Linked DNA regions of Sus scrofa: region 1 is linked to region 2. Evidence: chromatin contacts called from public HiChIP or PLAC-seq data. All regions are on one chromosome and are shown on one strand. Each heading gives the region's core, a stretch centred on a gene start, on an enhancer-like site or on the middle of the called end of the contact. The rest is flanking DNA. Distances are from core to core; before and after follow the strand shown.

What was found. HiChIP or PLAC-seq counts read pairs in DNA pulled down with a chosen protein or histone mark.
Region 1: an H3K27ac HiChIP or PLAC-seq map of alveolar macrophages shows a contact between it and region 2. The contact joins two enhancer-like sites. A contact is called at or near these places in 1 of 47 Hi-C or Micro-C datasets (embryonic fibroblasts) and 1 of 2 datasets of contacts at active chromatin or transcription factors (alveolar macrophages).

What each region holds. Positions count from the first base shown.
Region 1 is chr12:43,816,568-43,820,069 of Sscrofa11.1, forward strand. No RefSeq gene overlaps it. Among named protein-coding and RNA genes, the nearest start is that of NF1, 64 kb to the left of the region's middle. Within about 2 kb of position 1,789, at least 10 of the 83 cell types and tissues checked have an H3K27ac peak or open chromatin away from gene starts, as enhancers often do. A contact at or near this core is called in alveolar macrophages, where this site is marked.
Region 2 is chr12:43,688,770-43,692,182 of Sscrofa11.1, forward strand. It overlaps NF1 (neurofibromin), which reads right to left. Exons shown (of 59, transcript XM_021067460.1): 2 at 2,349-2,492. Among named protein-coding and RNA genes, the nearest start is that of NF1, 64 kb to the right of the region's middle. Within about 2 kb of position 1,497, at least 1 of the 83 cell types and tissues checked has an H3K27ac peak or open chromatin away from gene starts, as enhancers often do. A contact at or near this core is called in alveolar macrophages, where this site is marked.

The DNA.
Region 1 (3,502 bases), core at 539-3,038, 130 kb after region 2:
TTTTGTGAAAGTGAATTATCTGAATCTCTTCTCTATTACTCCACAAAGATCATCAAATAGTGACTAAGGATAATTGCGGGGTTATGGGTTAGGGGACATGAAATTATTATGACCTCAAACAATCCTAATTTTTAATTCTTGGTTATCGACCACTTTGTCTGTGCCAGTTGTTACCATTTCTAAAGATAATTCTCTTGGAGTTCCCGTCACAGCGCAGTGGTTAACGAATCCGACTAGGAATCATGAGGTTTCGGGTTCGATCCCTGCCCTTGCTCAGTGGGTTAAAGGATCTGGCATTGCCGTGAGCTGTGGTGTGGGTTGCAGACGCGGCTCGGATCCGCGTTGCTGTGGCTCTGGCGTAGGCCGGTGGCTACAGCTCTGATTAGACCCCTAGCCTGGAACCTCCATATGCCATGGGAGTGGCCCAAAGAAATGGCAAAAAGACAAAAAAAAAAAAAAAAAAAAAAGATAATTCTCTTTATATAATCCCAAGAGTATTCATCCTGATGGAGTTCACCAATGTTGGCTCATCTGCGTTTTATCATTAAACGAGATTATATTCTTCTAGTGCTGGTCTTGAACATGCCACTATGTAATTGAATAACCTTGGATAAGTCACATAAACCCACTGGGACTTTCTTTTCTTTTTCTTTTCCTCTTTTTTGGCTTTTTAGGGCTGCACCTGAGGCATATGGAGGTTCTCATTTTAGGGGTTGAATCAGAGCTGCAGCTGCTGGCCTACACCACAGCCACAGCAATGCAGGGTCTGTGAACTACACCACAGCTGGATCCTTAACCACTGATCGAGGCCGGGGATCAAACCTGCATCCTCATGGGTACCAGTCGGGTTCCTAATGAGAACTCTGGGCCTTACTTTCTTTCTCTCAAAAATGAGAGGTAAGAGAGTTCCCGTTGTGGCTCAGTGGCTAACGAATCCTACTAGGAACCATGAGGTTGTGGGTTCGATCCCTGGCCTTGCTCAGTGGGTCAAGGATCCGGTGTTGCCATGAGCTGTGGTGTAGTTTGCAGACACGGCTTGGATCTGGCATTGCTGTGGCTCTGGCGTAGGCCAGCGGTATAGCTCGGATTAGACCCCTAGCCTGGGAACTTCCATATGCCTCAGGAGCGGCCCTAGAAAAGACAAAAAAAAAAAAAAATAAAAAAAAAATGAGAGGTAGGAGTTCTCATTGTGGTGTAGGGGAAACGAATCTGAATAGTATGCATGGGGATGCGGGTTCTATCCCTGGCCTCACTCAGTGGGTTAAGGACCTGGCATTGCTGTGAGCTGTGTTACAGGTCACAGATGCAGCTGGGATCCAGTGTTGCTGTGGCTGTGGTGTAGGCCAGTAGCTATAGCTCTGATTTGACCCCTAGCCTGGGAACTTCCGCATGCTGTGGGTGTGGCCCTAAAAAAAAAGAAAAGAAAAAGGAAAGAAAAATGAGAGGTTTTGGGAATGAACCCTACTAGAAACTAGAATTCATGAGGACATTGGTTTGATCCCTGACCTTGATCATTGGGTTAAGGATCCAATGTTGCCGCGAACTGCAGTTTTAGGTCACAGATGCAGCTTGAATCACACGTTGCTGTGGCTGTGGTGTAGGCTGACAGCTACAGCTCCAATTTGACCACTAGCCTGAGAACTTCTATATACCCAGGGTGCAGCCCTAAAAAAAGACCAAAAAAAAAAAAAAAAGTAGAGAGAGAAAGTTCGGATGAAATACTGTACTTCTTCAACTCTGTAAAAAGCCTAAGGGCCATGCAATCCCAACTGTGTCCAGCAGAGGACAGAAGAAGTCACTAAAAGCTCAGAGGTCTCCATCAATCCCTGTCACTAGTGTGAATAGTTTTATGGGAGTCCCTATTTTCTATGTTACTTACCTGATTTTTAAGGTTGTGCCAGGCATGAAGGCAGGTGTGTTTCTTGAAAGATTAAAGCAGAGGTACACTGTCTACTTTGGCCTCTTTGTTTTATTTTTTGGCTTTTCTAGGGCTGCACCCGTGGTATATGGAGGTTCCCAGGCTAGGGGGCAAATCAGAGCTGTAGCCACCAGCCTACACCACAGCCACAGCAACGTGGGATCCGAGCTGTGTCTTCGACCTAGACCACAGCTCATGGCAACGCCAGATCCTTGACCCACTGAGCAAGGCCAGGGAATCGAACCTACAACCTCATGGTTCCTAGTCGGGTTTGTTGACCACCGTGCCATCATGGGATCTCCCTGGGCCTCTTTGTTAATATAAAACCATTTCCCAAATGGTGAGCAAAGGTAAATTGCCTGACAGAAGGTGACACATGGGGCTAGGAGCAGCCTTATACTTAGAGTCAATATAAATAGTAAACTTGCTACAGAAAATTCCATTTCAGAGTTCCTGCTGTGATGCAGTGGGTTAATGATCCGAAAAAGAAAAAAATTTCCATTTCATCAAAAATCTTTTTTCGTAACAAAGCATTCCTAACCCTACTTAATGACCTATTTATTTTAAAAAATATTTACCTCAGCAAAACTCTTTGTCCCCCTCAGCTTTTCTTCTAGTTTTTCTTTTTGACCGCACCTGAGGCATGTGGAAGTTCCCTGGGCTAGGGATTGAAGCCAAGCCAGAGCTGTGACCTAGGCTGCAGCTGTGGCAATGTTGGATCCTTAACCCAAGACGCTGGTCCAGGGATTGAACCGGAGCCTCCACAGAGACAAGCCAGATCATTAACCCACTGCACCACAGCTGGAGCTTCTCCTCCAGCTTCGCTAAGATATAACTGACAGAAAACATTGTGTTAGTTTAAAATGAACAACTCAATAAACTGATACGTATATTGCAAGAAATGATTACCACAATAAGATTAGTCAATGCATCAATCACCTCTCAGTTCAAATTTGAAAAATTCTTGTCACAGTGGGATTAGATTAACATTTCTACAACTACAAATGTAATAAATTCATTGAGTAATAAAAATAAGTACATTTTAAAAATTAAAAAAAATTTTAAAAAAAGATACATGGGAGTTCCCGTTGTGGCACAGTGGTTAACGAATCGACTAGGAACCATGAGGTTGCAGGTTCCATCCCTGGCCTCACTCAGTGGGTGAAGGATCTGGCGTTGCCGTGAGCAGTGGTATAGGTCGAAGACATGGCTGCAATCTGGTGTTGCTGTGGCTGTGGTGTAGGCCAGTGGCTACAGCTCCGATTAGCTCCCTAGCCTGGGAACCTCCATATGCCACCGGTGCAGCCCTAGAAAAGGCAAAAGACCAAAAAAAAAAAAAAAAGAAAAGAAAAATTATTTGCAAAATACACCCCTACAGAGACAGAGACTTCTGATACATATTTAACTAAGATAAGCATTAAAAATAAATAAATAAAAAATAAAATAAAAATTTTAAAAAGAGAAAAAAATAAGATAAGCCTTGTTTTTTAGGCAGACACTGGAGGGCTGGTTTAAACGTGTACTGAGGTGAAGGAATTGAGAATTTAAGAAAGCCCTGAGGCCAGGTCGAACCCATCCCAGCTA
Region 2 (3,413 bases), core at 247-2,746:
AAATCGGGGCTACAGCTGCAGGCCTACACCACAACCACAGCAACCCAAGCTGCGTATGTGACCTACACCACCAGATCCTTAACCCACTGAGCAAAGCCAAGGATTGAATCTGGATTCTCATGGATGCTGGTTGGGTTCGTTACCACTGAGTCACAATGGGAACTACTAGATACACATACAAATCTTTACCAGAATCTTGAATTAAACATAAACCATACTTTGATGCTACAAAATAATCAAAGCCTAAATTCTTATAGCAACAAAATGCTGTAATGCCAATTACGGTGAATTTTAAGCACTCACTATCCTAAACCAAATACTACACTATCTACCACCAAGAGACTATGGTTTCCACAACACTGTAAATCAACTATACTTCAACAAAATTTAAAAAAAAGGAGGGACTATGGCTTCCATAATTCAATTTACTCAATAAGACTAAGTGAATGCCAATAGCACAATATTGTTTTTGTTCTTCTTCTGAGGGCCGCACCTGCAGCAGTTCCCAGGACAGGGGTTGAATCGGAGCTGCAGCTACTGGCCTACGCCACAGCAACGCCAGATCTGAGCTGCATCTGCAACCTAAGCCTCAACTTGAGGCAACGCCGGATCCTTAGCCCACTGAGCCAGGCCAGGAATTGAACCCACATCCTCTTGGATACCAGTTGGGTTCTTAACTCATCAAGCCACAATGAGAACTCCCTTGTTTTTGTTTTCAAAAGGAGGCTCCACACATTAAAATATTTTCAATCTAACTGAGAATATGGCCACTTATTTATATAATCCTATCTCTATGATCCACACACTGTACAACAGAAGGGGGCCACAAAATCTTAAATTTCTGTAAATCACTTTACACGTTTATTAAAGGCCTTGCTTTTTTTCAGAAAATCTTACCTTTTTTCCATAAAGAGAAAACATCTTTGTTAGGCAAATGACTGCCCACACCTCCAGTTTACCAGTTCTCTAAGTCTACGCTATTTTCTAATTAACTCTTTAAAAAGGAAACACACCAAAGATGATTTGGCTATGAAAACAGTACTGATTTTCAAAACCTATAACCAGAACTCAGTTTCATTGCTCAATATAAATAATACAAATTGTGATTATAAGTACTCAAAAGTAGCAGAGCAGTTTGGACTTAATCAAGAACTATCCAGAGCAGTTGTTTTGAACTGAGCATGAAGGAGATTTTAGATAGGGATAGACATAGAGGAAGGAATCACCTGACAGAGACAGGAAAAATACGCTGTTCAAAGGTACAGACATAAAATAGCTGGAGTACCCTGAAGTCTAGGGAATATAAACAGATTTTATAAAACACAGGGGAAAAAAAGCAATTATGAGCTTTTGACAATGAAAATACTGAATGAAACTGGTATTTGAGGAAAACTGTTTCAAAAGTCTCTATTACAGAAGCTGTCATAGGTTATAGGAGGAAGAAAATAACACAGTAGCTCATAAAAGCAATCTCACCCCTTAAAAAAAAAAAGGAGTTCCTGTCATGGCACAGAGGAAGCACATCTGACTAGGAACCACGAGATTGCAGAGATTCGATCCCTGGCCTTGCTCAGTGGGTTAAGGATCCAGCATTGCCGTGAGCTGTGGTGTGGGTCACAAACGCAGCTCAGATCTGGTGTTGCTATAGCTTGGGCATAGGCCAGTGGTTACAGCTCCAACTAGATCCCTCACCTGGGAACCTCCATATGCCATGGGTGAGGCCCTTAAAAAAAAAAAAAAAAAAAAGCAACTCACATTTAGGACCATAAATCCTATTTATCCTAAGGTCAAATTTTATTTATTACCACTTAGGACTGGGACAGTCTAATATGTAAATATCTAAATGAGAAGCTAAAGAAGAGATTTTAACAGATTACTATGGTCAATTTACATATGAGAAAATCTGTATGAAATACTAATTCTGGAAAAATGGAAAAGTAGATAGGGTCACAAATAAGACAAATATTTAAGAAAAAGAATCAAAACCTAAAATCGATCCGCGAACGTCGAAAATGAGGTTTCCTGTGCTCATTAAGATCCAGCGTGATGTGTGTAGTCCAGACGGCTCGATCCGCGTGCTGTACTTGCTACAGTGATCGACTAGTAACTCATAGCAAAAAAAAAACAAAAAAAAAAAAAAAAAAAAAAAAAAAAAAAAAAAAAAAAAAAAAAAAAACCTAAAATCCAAGTCAAAAGGTTACCTGTGCTTATCCACAAATTAAGATGAATGTTTATATCCAGAGTCCACAGAAAATGACTTTATATACTTCAAGACATGCTGCTCCAAATTTTTAAATCAAAACCAAACCAAATCAAATTTCCACATAAACAGTAATGCAAATACTCACCATATTGTTAACATTCTTTAAGATAGTAGTGAGGCCGCTTATAACCAAAGAAAATTTGTATTTGGAAATATTGATAAGACATTCCTTGTTGTGTTCGGTACTGACTTTGGTATGTGTGTTCTGTTGTCCTGTTTTTATTGGAAGCTGAGGGGGGAAAAACATGTTAGCTTACATTTGAAAATGACTGAAGAGAATTCTCTTTCTCATTGAAAATCATGAGATTTTAGGAAAATCTGTATCAATCAGTTGTCTCTGTATCTCAAGCTCCAATTTTCAATACATAATGAAATTTATATCAAATAAGTCTTTAGAAATTTCAATTTTTCCAGCTTTCTTTCTGAAAGTCATAAATCTTACAAAATTAAATCTTTACCCAGCACTATGTAAGACAGAATGATGACGCACAGAAATAGAGCTACTTTCTTATAGCTAAAAATTATTTCAGAGAATGTCTGCAATAAAACGCACATAATCCTTTCTCCTATATATTGAGCTCAAGCATTAAGAGAACAAGAGACCAAGAAAATCTATGCCTTAGACATCTAGTCAATAATGGCAAATAGGGAGTTCCCGTTGTGGCTCGTGGTTAACGAATCCAACTAGGAACCATGAGGTTGTGGGTTCAATCCCTGGCCTCACTCAGTGAGTGAAGAATCCAGCATTGCCATGAGCTGTGGTGTAGGTCACAGATGAGGCTTGAATCCTGCATTGCATGGCTGTGGCATAGGCCAGTGACTGCAGCTCTGACTGGACCCCTACTAGCCTTGGAACCTCCATATGCCGCGGGTACGGCTGTAGAAAAGGCAAAAGACAAAAAAAAAAAAAAAAATTAAATAAAATAATGGCAAATAATTGCAGACTGTTCAATGAGAAAAAACTGTATAACCCAGAATAAATACAGTATAAGATTGACTCAGGTAAGATAATCACCCTCAGGTACACAGCTGAGCGGTTAACAGAACAACAAACAGATAAATCTCTGCAAAAAAATATCCTTTAAGGGGACCACATTCACATTTATCTGAGAATGAATTAAGTTGCACTACCAAGAGGTTCATTTCTACT